Regions from separate parts of the Mus musculus genome. Here region 1 is linked to region 2. Evidence: chromatin contacts called from public HiChIP or PLAC-seq data. All regions are on one chromosome and are shown on one strand. Each heading gives the region's core, a stretch centred on a gene start, on an enhancer-like site or on the middle of the called end of the contact. The rest is flanking DNA. Distances are from core to core; before and after follow the strand shown.

Region 1 (5,661 bases), core at 1,859-4,358, 110 kb before region 2:
CCAGTCCCAGTGCTGGTGTCTCTGAAGCCAAGGTCAACTGACCTCACTACTGCTCTCGAGAGCTGCTCACAGAACGTTCCCATCCTTAGCATCCCTCTCCTGGACTCTGTGACATCAGGCGGTTGTGCCTCCCCTTCTATGGCTCTACCTGTCTTTGTCCACAAATCACCCAGCTGCCTGCTGTTCTGTATCTCTGCCATCTCAGCCATCCCTGTGGCTGATGGCTTCTAACACGTGTGCACACACACACATGCACACACACAAACATACACACACTCCAGAGAGCCTCCAGATCCAAGGCTCCTCTTAGTTTTGGCCTGTATGTTCATTCATCTGTCCGCTCCATTTTTCAGGACAATCCCACAAGGCCCCAAAAGTCATCCAAGACAAACCTATCTCCGAATAGCCTTCTCCACCCCTTCTTGGTAAACAGCCCTTCATCCCTCTGCAAACTCATGGCCACCCTTGAGCCTCTCTCCCTCTCTCACACCCCTCCAGTCACCACGCCCCAGTATTCTTTAGCCTCTCTCTTCTCTACTCGGCTACTCTCAGATAGCCCAACAATTGCTGGCCAGCGGCCCCACCCCCACCCCCACTTTCCATTCTCCATCCAGAAACCCAAGGGCTATTTGAAAACAAAATTCTGCTTAAAGCTTTTATGTGACTTCCAAATGTCCTTAAAAGACCCAAAGCCTTGTCCCAGCTGCTGCCTGGGCCATCCTCCCTCCTGGCTCTTGCCACACCCCCTCCAGCCTAGCAATTTGTCTAGATTCTATTCCAAGTGAACACAGGGTCTGCATCCTGTGACCCCTGTAGTGACTCTGCCTTCCTGTGCCCACACTCCCTGTCTCACTCTTCTGGTTGTGACGGGCAGTCTTGGGATGGTTTTTTTGTTTTTGTCTTGTTTGTATGTTTTCGAGACAGGGTTTCTCTATGTAGCCCTGGCTATCCTGAAACTCTCTCTGTAGACCAGGCTGGCCTTGAACTCAAGAAGATCCACCTCCCTTTGCCTCCCAAGTGCTGGGATTAATGGAGCGTGCTACCACTACCCAGTCAGAGTGACATTTTTAATGATGGAGGAGACTCCTAAGGTCTCTCCCACTCTGAAGAACACTGGGCCCAGATACCGGCTGCAGGCGAGTGTGGGCCTCACATTCCTCACTAGTAGTCCTGTTTCCCCTCCCCCCCATCCCCCGCACATGTGATTGGAGCCATGTGACCAAGACCTAGGACCTGAGTAGAGCCTAGCAGGGAGACAGACGAGGCCATAAAGGAACTCCTATAGGGGGTGACACAGATGGGGAGGCGACCTAGACCAGGTGGGGCTGGCTGTGTTGCCCCTTCACCAAGCCCTTGCCAAAGAGGCACCTGCCCTATTAGGACAGTCTAGGCAGCAGCTTCATGGGGGATACCTGGCCACTATATCCTCCAGTCCTCTTAACCTTGTAGGCTCAGGGTTCTACCCATAGTGGCTCCACACATAAACACATAAACACTATCCCTACCAGAAGCCCAGGAGAAGAGAGACACCGTGAGTGAGTCCCTCTGACTGATAGGGAAACAGAAGCCCCAGGCTACACAACTCAGCAGGACAGTGGGACAGTGGCCAGTGTGTCTCTGGCATTTGGGGCTGGCACCAGCTGCCATTTTTCTTTCGCCTACAGCAACGCATACTGATTTGCTCCTCCTGTCGCTTTCTGCTGGTCTCTCAGTAGGTCAGCTCCCTAAGGCAGGGCATTGGGGTATCAGGGCACAGTGTCCCTCACAGGATGAGGGAGGAGGTAACAAGCACTCCCCCAATCCTACCCCGGACCTCTAAAGCAAAGTCACAGGCCCAGCAAGCAGAAGGGCCGTGAGAGACGATCTCTCAGGCAACTGACTACTACAAACCCCCGGTAACGTCTAATTCAGTCCAGAGCCACTGGATCCAAAATGTGTCTGATCCATACTCAACCAAGTCCCTCTCCTGATCAGCCTCCCAGGTGACATCTCAAAATGCTCTCAACCTCCATTTCCGGAGTCTCAAGAGACCTGCTGAGCCTCTGCCTCTGCTCCTACTTCTTCGATGGTTTCCTTCATCCTGGATCCCGAATGTGACCGGAAAAAGCCTTTCACCATTAGTCCATCCTACCTTCTGGATTCCTCTTCCTCCTGTGTCCTTCCCAGGACATGCCCTATGCCCTGTGGCTTCTACGTATTTGCACGGGTGTTCTCAACACCGTACCCTGTACCTTGAGCACATACCCTGCCCATCCTCTCTGTCCACGTAGCCCTCAGCTGCTCTCTGCCTCCCCAGCTCTGGTAGAGTCTGAGCTCACACTCAATTGCATGCCTGGGACAGGCAGGGAACGCTAGGAACGGAGATGGCTGAAAGACAATGGGCAGCTTCTTATTAACCCGGGGACTGAAATCATCAACCCAGCCTCCAGATATTTCCCATCCCAGCAAGGCCGCTAGACCTGTAGACAAATCGCGAGCCCCTCCAACGCCTTCCACTCAGAGCCAGCTCCACATCCCTGGGCCAGGCTGATATCACCAGCTGGCAGGAAAAGGCTCTCTCTGGGGAAATAAAAGGCAGGAGAGAATGAAGACTCGACGACTAAGGCGACTTCAAATATGGTCTCCTCCCAGGGGAAGGTCCCCCTCCACTCCTCGCCCAGCAGCCGTGATACTGCCAGCTGCCCAGTTAAGGATAGGGCGAGAAGCGTGAGGTAGGGCTCTTCATGGAGACAGAAGCCACGCTCCCTCATAATCTCCCGGATCCTCTGATGTCGAAAAACTTCGCTGAAGTTTTTGGAAGCGCGCGCGCCCGGCTTCCCTCTGAGCCTAAGTCCTCACCATGGTCCGGTCCCGCCCCGCCCCGGGCGCCGCTCACCGGCGCAGCTCTTGGACCTCCAGATCTTCACCAGGAGCAAGATCATAGCCAGGAGGTGGCTCAGGTCCCCGAGGATTCGGAACACGTTCATGGTCCCGCCCGCCGCTCCCGCGCCGTGTCGCGCAGAACTTCCCAGGGAACTTTCTGTTGCGCGGGGCGCTGCCACGTCCCCGTCCCTGCTCCTCGCGGTGCCCCAGGCCGGTGCCGCGCCTCCTTGCTGGCGCGCTCCCGCCGCGCGCACCCTTGGCCGCGCGGTGACGTGGCGGGGCGGCCAGGCGCGGGACAGGAGCCAGGAAGCAGCGCTTCTCACGTCCCCACGCCGACAGGCGGGGCAGCTTACACAGCCGCTGCTGGCCCAAGCCGAGCCCCTCCCTCTCTGGTCCTGCGTAGGCACCAAGTGTTCCTCTCATCCCCAGAAACCACAGTCAGGGCCTGGCACTCACTTCAAGTCCTGACTTTCATAGCTCTGTTGGGCCCTGGGTGGTGGAAGCAGGCTTTCAGCCGCGGAAGACCTCCCAGGTTGGAACTCCCGGGAAGTGGTGCTGAAAGGAGCCATCACCTGTTAAACTCTGAGATAACCTGAGCTAGCTCTGAGATAACCTTGTTGATGGTTTCCGGTGGGGAGAGAGGCTGACTCTGAGTCCCCTTTCTGGGCTTCAGTATTGACTACAAGGGAGATGCTAATGGTGTAAAAGAGGCTGAGTGTGTTGGGGATGCCCACCGCCTTCATTTCTGCCCCCCTCTTCTTCATGTGGGAAGACACTGGAAAGAACTTCACTGACCAGGAAAAACTCCAAGCACGGCATAGAGGCAGGCAGGATAGAGTAGGAAGAATCTTAGGTGGGCTGGAGGCCTCCATTGCTATGTGAAGCATCCTCTCTGGGCACAGGTCTATTAATCTATAGCTATGGAACCGATAAACCAAGGGCCTTTCTGCCTTCTCCTTGATCCCAGCCCCCCTCCCTCCTGTAGCTGGTTTCTTCCTAAAGAAATGGCTTCGTCTGGCTCCCTCTGTGTGCAGGAGAGGCTTCGGCAGGATGAAGATCTGTTGCTTACGGTGTTCGCCAACTCTTTCCTGGCCTCCATTGCTTTACCATTACTCCCCGCACAAAGCAGTTCTGGGAGGCTTTGCATGTGACCAGTAGCACTGCCTGGGGGGTGCAGCATGGGGGACCCTGGGCAGCTTGCTGTGAATCTACACACACACACACACACACACACACACACACACACACACCTTTCCTGGGGAGATGAAACACACTTGTCTGCTCACCCCAGATAGGGAGCCCACGACAGCCTAAAGTACAGATAGTACCAATATCCAGCTTCATGAATTAATGAGTTTTGCTGGAGTTACTTAGAGGAATATGGGTGAAGGGTTGCTTACAGGAGCAGGAATGACTCAGAGACAGCTGCATCACCAAAGCCCACCCAGCATGGGTGACAGCTCACCAAGCTGGGAACCTGGAGCTCTTCCCACTGCCTGCAGGCAGCTCAGCAGGTTGGAGAATATCCTTCCCAGGTGCCTCAGTTGGTCTAAATCTCTCGAAGGCTGCTCTTCTTGTTCTGAGTCTTCTTACTCCCTGCTTACTCTGGCAGGGAGGAGCCTAGGGAATCTGCTCAGTTTCAGGGAGTTCCTGAGACTATTCTTGTTGTTGTTTACCTCCCTGCTTAAGGAGCTACCCAGCAGGATAGAATGTTTTAATCTCAGAGGAAGCTTATATAAAACACACAGAGACAAATGCACACTCACACAGACATACGTACACATGGACACACAGACACACACAGACAGACACAGACAGATGCACACACAGACACACTCAGATACTCATACACACATACAGATGCACACACACAAAACACGGGCACGGTATAGGCTTGAGGGACACCATCTCAACAATGTGCCCAAGTAGGGAGGGCACTGCCATTCTCACACCACACACAGAATCCAGGGCCCAGAGAGGTGCTATCATTTCTGATGATCACACAGGACATCGTGTCAGCCTAGAGCCCAAGGCCCAGCTCCATAGGGTTGGAATTCTCAGCCCAGAGAGGTGGATGACCAGGTGTCAGCAAAAATTTACACCAGACAAGGAGCGTTCCTGTGATGAGGGCCAAAGGGCTTGCGCATCTGTGGGAGGTTTGCATATATTTCGGGTGCTAGGCAGCACATTAGACATACTGGGCAGCCCTTCCCTGTGCAGCCTTAGAGCCCAGGGGGCAGGGAATGGACCCTGAGGTCAGACAGGTGAGGTACATGGACCACGGCTCTCTGGGAAAATAAATGGCCCTCAGTTCCCTGCCTAGATGTCTCCCCCAAGCAATGCCCACAGAAGGCAGTGGTTATTTAAATCTCTCAGGTGAGGCTACCCAGCCAGCTGGCATCTCCTTCCAGCGCCCACATCCTCCTCAAGCCAGAGAGAACGAAGCACATGCAACACATCTGTCCGGGAAGCAGCGCAGCTGTGGGCGGGGCCTGAGGCAGGGAAGGGGCTGAACCTTCCCCTTCCTTTAATTCCTCCCAGGAGACACTGGCAGGGGGACGGGCCAAAGTCGGGAGGCCTGAGAAGTGACCATCACGGGGGCAGAAGGGAAAGAACAGGCTGGGAGGCTGCAGGGCTTGGTCCATATCCAAGGTCTGCTACTGTGCCTGTGAGCCTGCGCATGCCCCTTCTCTGGGCCTCAGCTTGCCTGTCTGTTAAATGGGGGAAATGGAGAAAGAACAGCTGAATGCTTTTCCATGATTCTGGTGTCTGGCGTGCCTGAGGGTCCTATGAAATGGA
Region 2 (5,821 bases), core at 1,184-3,683:
CTGCCTCTGCCTCCCTAGTGCTGGGAACAAAGGCGTGCGCTGCTATCACTCATCTTATTTATTTCTTTGAGTGACTGTCTCACTATGTAGCCATGGCTGGTCTAGAACTTGCTACATAGACCAGGCTAACCTTGAACTCACAGAGATCTACTTAGTGCTCCTGCTTCCGATATGATGCATTTAAAGGCTACTATTCTTGGCTTTTTTTGTCTTTGAAAAAATTTTATCTATTTATTTAGTGTGTGTGTGTGTGTGTGTGTGTGTGTGCACTCATGTCACTGTGTGTGCCTCTAGGTCAGAGCTGGTTTTCTCCTTCAGTCATGTAGTCATGAGGGCTGAACTCAGGCCCCTCAAGTACCCCGAGCTTCCCCCTTAGGACCTAGCTATTATATTTGTCCATGTTACAGATACTTTCAGTACGTGCTTGCCAGTACTCCCAGTGCAGCATACTAATTTTCATCAGGAAACAAGAAACTGTCAGACATCTTCATCCTTGCTGCATGCACTTTTCCTGGGGAGACATGAACAAATGTCTCCTCATCCCAGGGAAGGGACTGACCACAGAATAAAGGAATGATTCTGCTCCATCTAGCTTGGTTAAAGAACAGTCAACGAGTCTGTCAGCTGCTTATAGGAGCAAGAGTGAACGGTTGCTTCTTAAGGGTGATTAAAAACAGACAAACAAACAAACAAAAAAGAAGAAAGAAATAAGTCCCAGTCCAGCATGGGTAATGAGCCCCCCCCCCCCCCAGCTTTATGGGAGTGGCTTGCTTCTAGAATTTTCTACCTCCCAAGAATTCTTAACTCCCAAAGGTCATTTGGGGACAGGGGTGAGGGGAGGGGAATTACATATTACAGATGCCAGTAACCCCACCCCTCACCCACATTGCCATAGTATGACCAATAAACTCACAGGTTCATGGAGGGAGATGTGTAGAATCTTTGGTTTGTTTGGGTGCCTTCCTATTTGGGGCACGTATCTCCCCAAAGTTAATGCAACAGTCTGTTCACTAGGAAGATGGATAATAAGATAGGAAAACAATCGATACGTGTTAGAAATGAACTTTTATTAGGAGAACAGGGCACAGTGAGATGTTGACTATGGACTGCAGGTGAGGGGCTCAGCAATCTTACTCTGGGAAGGAGGTATTTGTCTCAGAACAATCCTGCTTCAGCTTCCCTAGTAAAGCCAGCCAAGCAAGACTTTGAAGACATGTCTGGGGAAACTGTAGCCCCAGCAGAGGGGACAGCAGGTGCAAAGGCATGGAAGCTGAATGCTTGTACTTGGTTGTAGGGAAAGCAAGAGGTCAGTGTTCAGGAAAAGGAGATGAGGCCAGGCATGCCTGCGGAGGGTGATGCTGGATCAAGGCTGTGCAGAGATCTGCAGATGTTGGCTTCATTTGGAATGGCATGAGGAACTAATTAAGGGTTTTGAGCAAAGTGCCATATAGTTCATCTTGGGTGGGTTCGTTTGTTTGTTTACTTTGGTGCAAAGAATTATATTGAGGGTCTGGTGAATGGTAAGCAAGCATTCCTCCAACGATTTGGATTTTTAAAGGAATCCCTGATTCTCACATTGGCACAGACCCGCCGAGGACAAGGTTGGAAAATCGGGCTAAGTAGATGCTCACAGTACCTGGGCAGAGCCTGGACATGACAGCAGTTCAGTAGTGTGGAGGTCAGAGTCTAGGGATACAGGATGTCTTGCCCAAGCTGATGGGACGAGGGGGAGAGGGAGGGCAGCACTCAAGGATAATACTAGACTTTCTGGCTTGAAGACTGGAAGCAGGGATTGGGGAATGCTGTGAAGAAGAAATGTGTGTGGAGGGGAAAGCAGCTGAGCCCGCTAAGTAAGAGGCGTCGGTAGACATTTGGAGCTGGAGATAAAAATAAACTTGGTTGCATATTACACATTTCAGTCATCTGGGTAAGACGAGGACCTCACAAATCAAAGTGGGGTAGGGGCTGGAATGACTCCTCTAGAATCGGTTCGTTAGGCTGCTAGGAATGAGGTGGGGCAGCTCCACTAGAGCAGTTTCATTTTGCATAACTATACAAAACGTTCCGTGGAAGTCCGTTCCACAGTCTCACACTCACCCTCCCTGTCTCAAACGTCAACTAGATTTCGTTTCACCTTCAGCGTTGGCATATACAAGGCTTTCAGAGAATTGAAACTCAAGCTAGCTCGCGAGTGTCCGGGACAGTCTGTATCCCGCGGGTCAGACTGTGCATCCCAGGACTGTGGTGGGTGGGACTGGACTAGGAAACCTGGGCCCTGGGTCTCTCGCGGTGCGTTTGCGAGTTGCAAGAGGACCTCACCATTCTCCTGACCCGAGATTGCGCGTGGTGCTTCGCAGCGCGCGGCCCCTTTAAGGCTCGGCGAGTGACCTCAGCGGCGCGCTCCGGCCCCGCCCCCGCCAGCGGCGTTCCTAGTGCGCAGGCGCGGCGCGGCGGTACCCGGCGGGGCTCGGGACGCGCCAGCGGCGGCCGAGATACCGGGCTGCGGCGCCGCCTGCTCCGCCTGCAGTCTCCAGCGCCATGGGCTCCTGAGGTACCCGGGCGGCGGATGCACGGGATGAACGGGGACCGGGCGGGGGCTGCACCTTGGGGAGAACTCCACTCTGGGGACTTCCCGCGGGGAGGCAGGGACTCGGAGGCCCCCAAGCGGCCCGTGGGTGTGCCCGCTTCGCCAGCGTGGCGGGGCCCTGAGTGTAACCGGACCTGCTCGTGGGGGAGTCGGGGTGGGCGGCGCGGGGCCCAGCCTCTTACCGATGGGACTGTGCGCACCGCGGTGGGTGTGCTGCAGCCTGGCACGACCGAACGGGGCGGGGAGACGTCGGTCCTCAGTGCAGTGGCTTTGACCTGGCCCGGTGGTCGGCCCTTGAGACGGTACATGCGTAAATGGGGGTGTGCGCGCGCTTTGCACACAGGTCAGTAGATTTGAAGGGGGATAGGGATCTGGGGCTCCCAGGATGCTGGGTGTTCAAAGGAACCCTAGAGATTGGTTTGGGTGTGTGGTGCCTGTTTGCCTGGGCACGCCCTTGGACACCTTGCTTGGATGCTTAGCTTGGGGCTAAGGAGCTCCAGGCAGTGGCAAAGCTAGGGAGTCTGGGGAACGGGCTCGGATTTTTAGTTTGTATCCTTTCTTGGAGGACTGTATGAGGCGGGACATCTCATCCCTCCCTCCTTGGAGGCCTTGGTGGGGCAAAGCAGGTGTCTGCCTGCCTGATACCTGGGTGTGAGGTGAAGGTCTATGTATTATTCATCTGGCTGCCAGGTGCTTTATGTAAGGAGAGAAGTAGCAATCTGTGCCCTGGAGGCAAGTGCTGCAGACTCAGCCAACACACACACACACACACACACACACACACACCCCACCAGCATCAGCAGCAGGGGGAGGTGCAGGTCTCCACGGTCTGGCTTTTTTGACAGGCTGTTTGCAGCATCCCTCTTCGTGTCAACAAGTTTGGTGGGCCCTTGGGCTCGGCACATCTGAGTATCTTGAGAGTTCTGTGCAGGGCCGGAGTTGGAACCCTTGGGTGTGGGAGCCCCAGAAGCTAGACTGGTGCTCACCCCGCACACAGATGTGAGGATCGAGGCATCGAAGAGCTCTCAGGTGCTTGGGGCAGAATCAGAATTGGAAAGAATCACAGGGATTCCAGAAACAGAAGACAAAAGACTGAGGAGTATGGAGGTGGATTCAGTGCTGGGGGGTGGGGGGTGGGGGGGATGGACAAGCCAGCAAAAAAAAAAAAAAAAAAAAAAAAAAAGGAAAAAGAAAAAAAAAGGCTTCAGTACAAAGGGACAGTCGAGCCAAAGCTGGGTGACTAACATTCCTCAGAGACTTCTTGCTTTCCATGTGTATTTTCCCAGTTTGTTCTCAGGGCAGCTGTGCCAATAATGTATCGGGCATAGATGTGGGTTAGGAAACTGAGGCAGCAGGTCAAGGCGGGTGGGGTGGGACGGGATGGGGATTAAGTGACTCCCTTGTCAGTGTGGGACTAGTAGGCTCTGGTAGCATCCTTCATCCCTGGGTCTTGCCCAAGTTGCCTTGTAACTTACTGAGCATCTACTATGCGCCCGGCTGAGGGCTGTCTCCCGGCCCTGCTGGCTCACTGCTCTCCCTGATGTCCCTGGAGTAGAACACAGAGGAACAGGATCTAATACCTTCTTCTAGAGGCTCCCAGTCTGCTGCGGAGGTGGACATAGATAGCGACCCCACTGGCCAGTGTGGGTGGTGGGGCTCTAAATACTCCCCTAAGAGCCATAGGTGACCTGGGCGTCCTTGTGTAATCCTGGGGGATGCCTTGTAGATTGCTCCCAGGGTGGTGGGGTTGGACTAGGGAGGAGAGAAGAGCTTCCGGGTGGGAGGGGATCAGTGGGCAGCTTGTCCTAGTTCTGTGGACCAGGCCTGTCGGCTGGCTGCTCTCTCCCATTTTTTCCCCTCTTTTGGTCCTGTGCACTGGATCGGGACCTCAGGCACTCTGGGCAGGCAGTGTGCTGCTGAGCCGTGTCCTCGGCCCTCCAGGACTCCCTGCCTTTGAGGCTTTGCTTCTGTTTGCCAGCTGGCCTGCCCAGGCCTCTCCCCAAGAGGGGCTCGGTGCTATTTCCAGTCCCGCTGTGCTCATTTCTCTCCATGTGCTCCCTGGAGTAGAAGCTGCTAGGCAAGGCAGGGCCCAGGCCTTTCTTGTTTTGAAAGTAAGTAGCAGCAGCGAATGAGACTGGGGATTTGATGTGAGTGTTGGGAAGCCTGGAGCTAGGCCCTCAGAGCTCAATGTGGGGTCTGCCCCAGGACCTTGGCTGAGGTCTTTTTGGGGGCAGCAGGTGCTTGCTGAATACCTCCTGTGTGCCATGAATTTGCTGGCCATCAGGGAAGAGAGGCCAGAGACCTGGGTTGTCCCCTGTGAAAGGCTGTGGTTGGCTGAGGTAGCCCAGCACGTGACTAATACATTTGAGACAGTGTTCTACTTGGGGTAGGGAGAGAGGGCTCTGAAGGGGCCCAGAGGACAGTAGGAAAAACAGCTCCCCTGGTAAGTTTCTTGAGCACTTACCATGTGTCAGGCACAGTTCAAAGTGCTTTCATGAGTTCCCATCCTATCCTCCACTATCCGGTGAGGTGGGGCTGCCACCTTCCCCATCACAGGTCAGTTGGTTCAATCTCCAGGCTTTTCCACTCTGACCTTCGGTATGCTCAGTGCCTTCCTGGTCCTGGAGTTAGAGATGGAGCATGGAGGAGGAGAGGAGGGTAGCAGGGGCCCCAAGCAGATGTGGAGGCCTGTCATGTCTCCCTCTCGGAGGGTTTTGGTGTGATCCCGGTGTGGTCAACAGAAAGCCTTTGAATGTTTGAGAGGAAGTGACACACACACCCTGTGTTGTGAGGCTGTATCATCACCCTGCATCTTGCTTCCTTCATTCTGGCATGTAACTCCAAGATGACCTGCCTCCTTCCTGTTTGCTGCCCCTTTGGTCCCTGGTGTCTCTTTAGTCTCTGCTCTGTTTTTCTTTTGCATATTCGGGGCTGAAGGTTACTGTGCCCCAGGCCCTGCTTTCCTGCTGGTCTCTTCTGCTCTCTGTCATTTGGCCCCACTGAACTGAAACTTCTTTGTTCTGTTTTTGTTTGTTTGTTTGTTTTTTAATTGGAGACAAGGTCTCATGTATTCCCGGCAGAACTTGAATCCACTATGTGGCTGAGGGTGACCTTGAACTTCTGACCCTCCTGCCTTTACCTCCCAATGCCTAGGATTATATAGGTAAAGTGCCCAGTTTATATGGTGCTACCACGCCAGGGTGGAATGTCAGCGGCTGAGCCAGCCCTGAACTT

Evidence for each region. HiChIP or PLAC-seq counts read pairs in DNA pulled down with a chosen protein or histone mark.
Region 1: an H3K27ac HiChIP or PLAC-seq map of embryonic stem cells shows a contact between it and region 2, with 6 read pairs. The contact joins the promoter of Kdelr3 here to the promoter of Tmem184b in region 2. A contact is called at or near these places in 9 of 39 promoter capture datasets (cranial neural crest, embryonic stem cells, fetal liver and 4 more), 13 of 484 Hi-C or Micro-C datasets (the HL-1 cell line, adipose-derived mesenchymal stem cells, cortical neurons and 4 more), 7 of 115 datasets of contacts at active chromatin or transcription factors (bone marrow-derived macrophages, embryonic stem cells, memory CD8 T cells and 1 more) and 3 of 9 other capture datasets (adipose tissue, liver and pancreatic islet).

The regions. Positions count from the first base shown.
Region 1 is chr15:79,513,855-79,519,515 of GRCm38.p6, reverse strand. It overlaps Kdelr3 (KDEL (Lys-Asp-Glu-Leu) endoplasmic reticulum protein retention receptor 3), which reads right to left and starts at 3,108. Exons shown (of 5, transcript NM_134090.2): 1 at 2,876-3,108. The coding sequence starts at 2,966.
Region 2 is chr15:79,399,915-79,405,735 of GRCm38.p6, reverse strand. Tmem184b (transmembrane protein 184b) reads left to right here and starts at 2,433. Exons shown (of 9, transcript NM_172608.1): 1 at 2,433-2,551.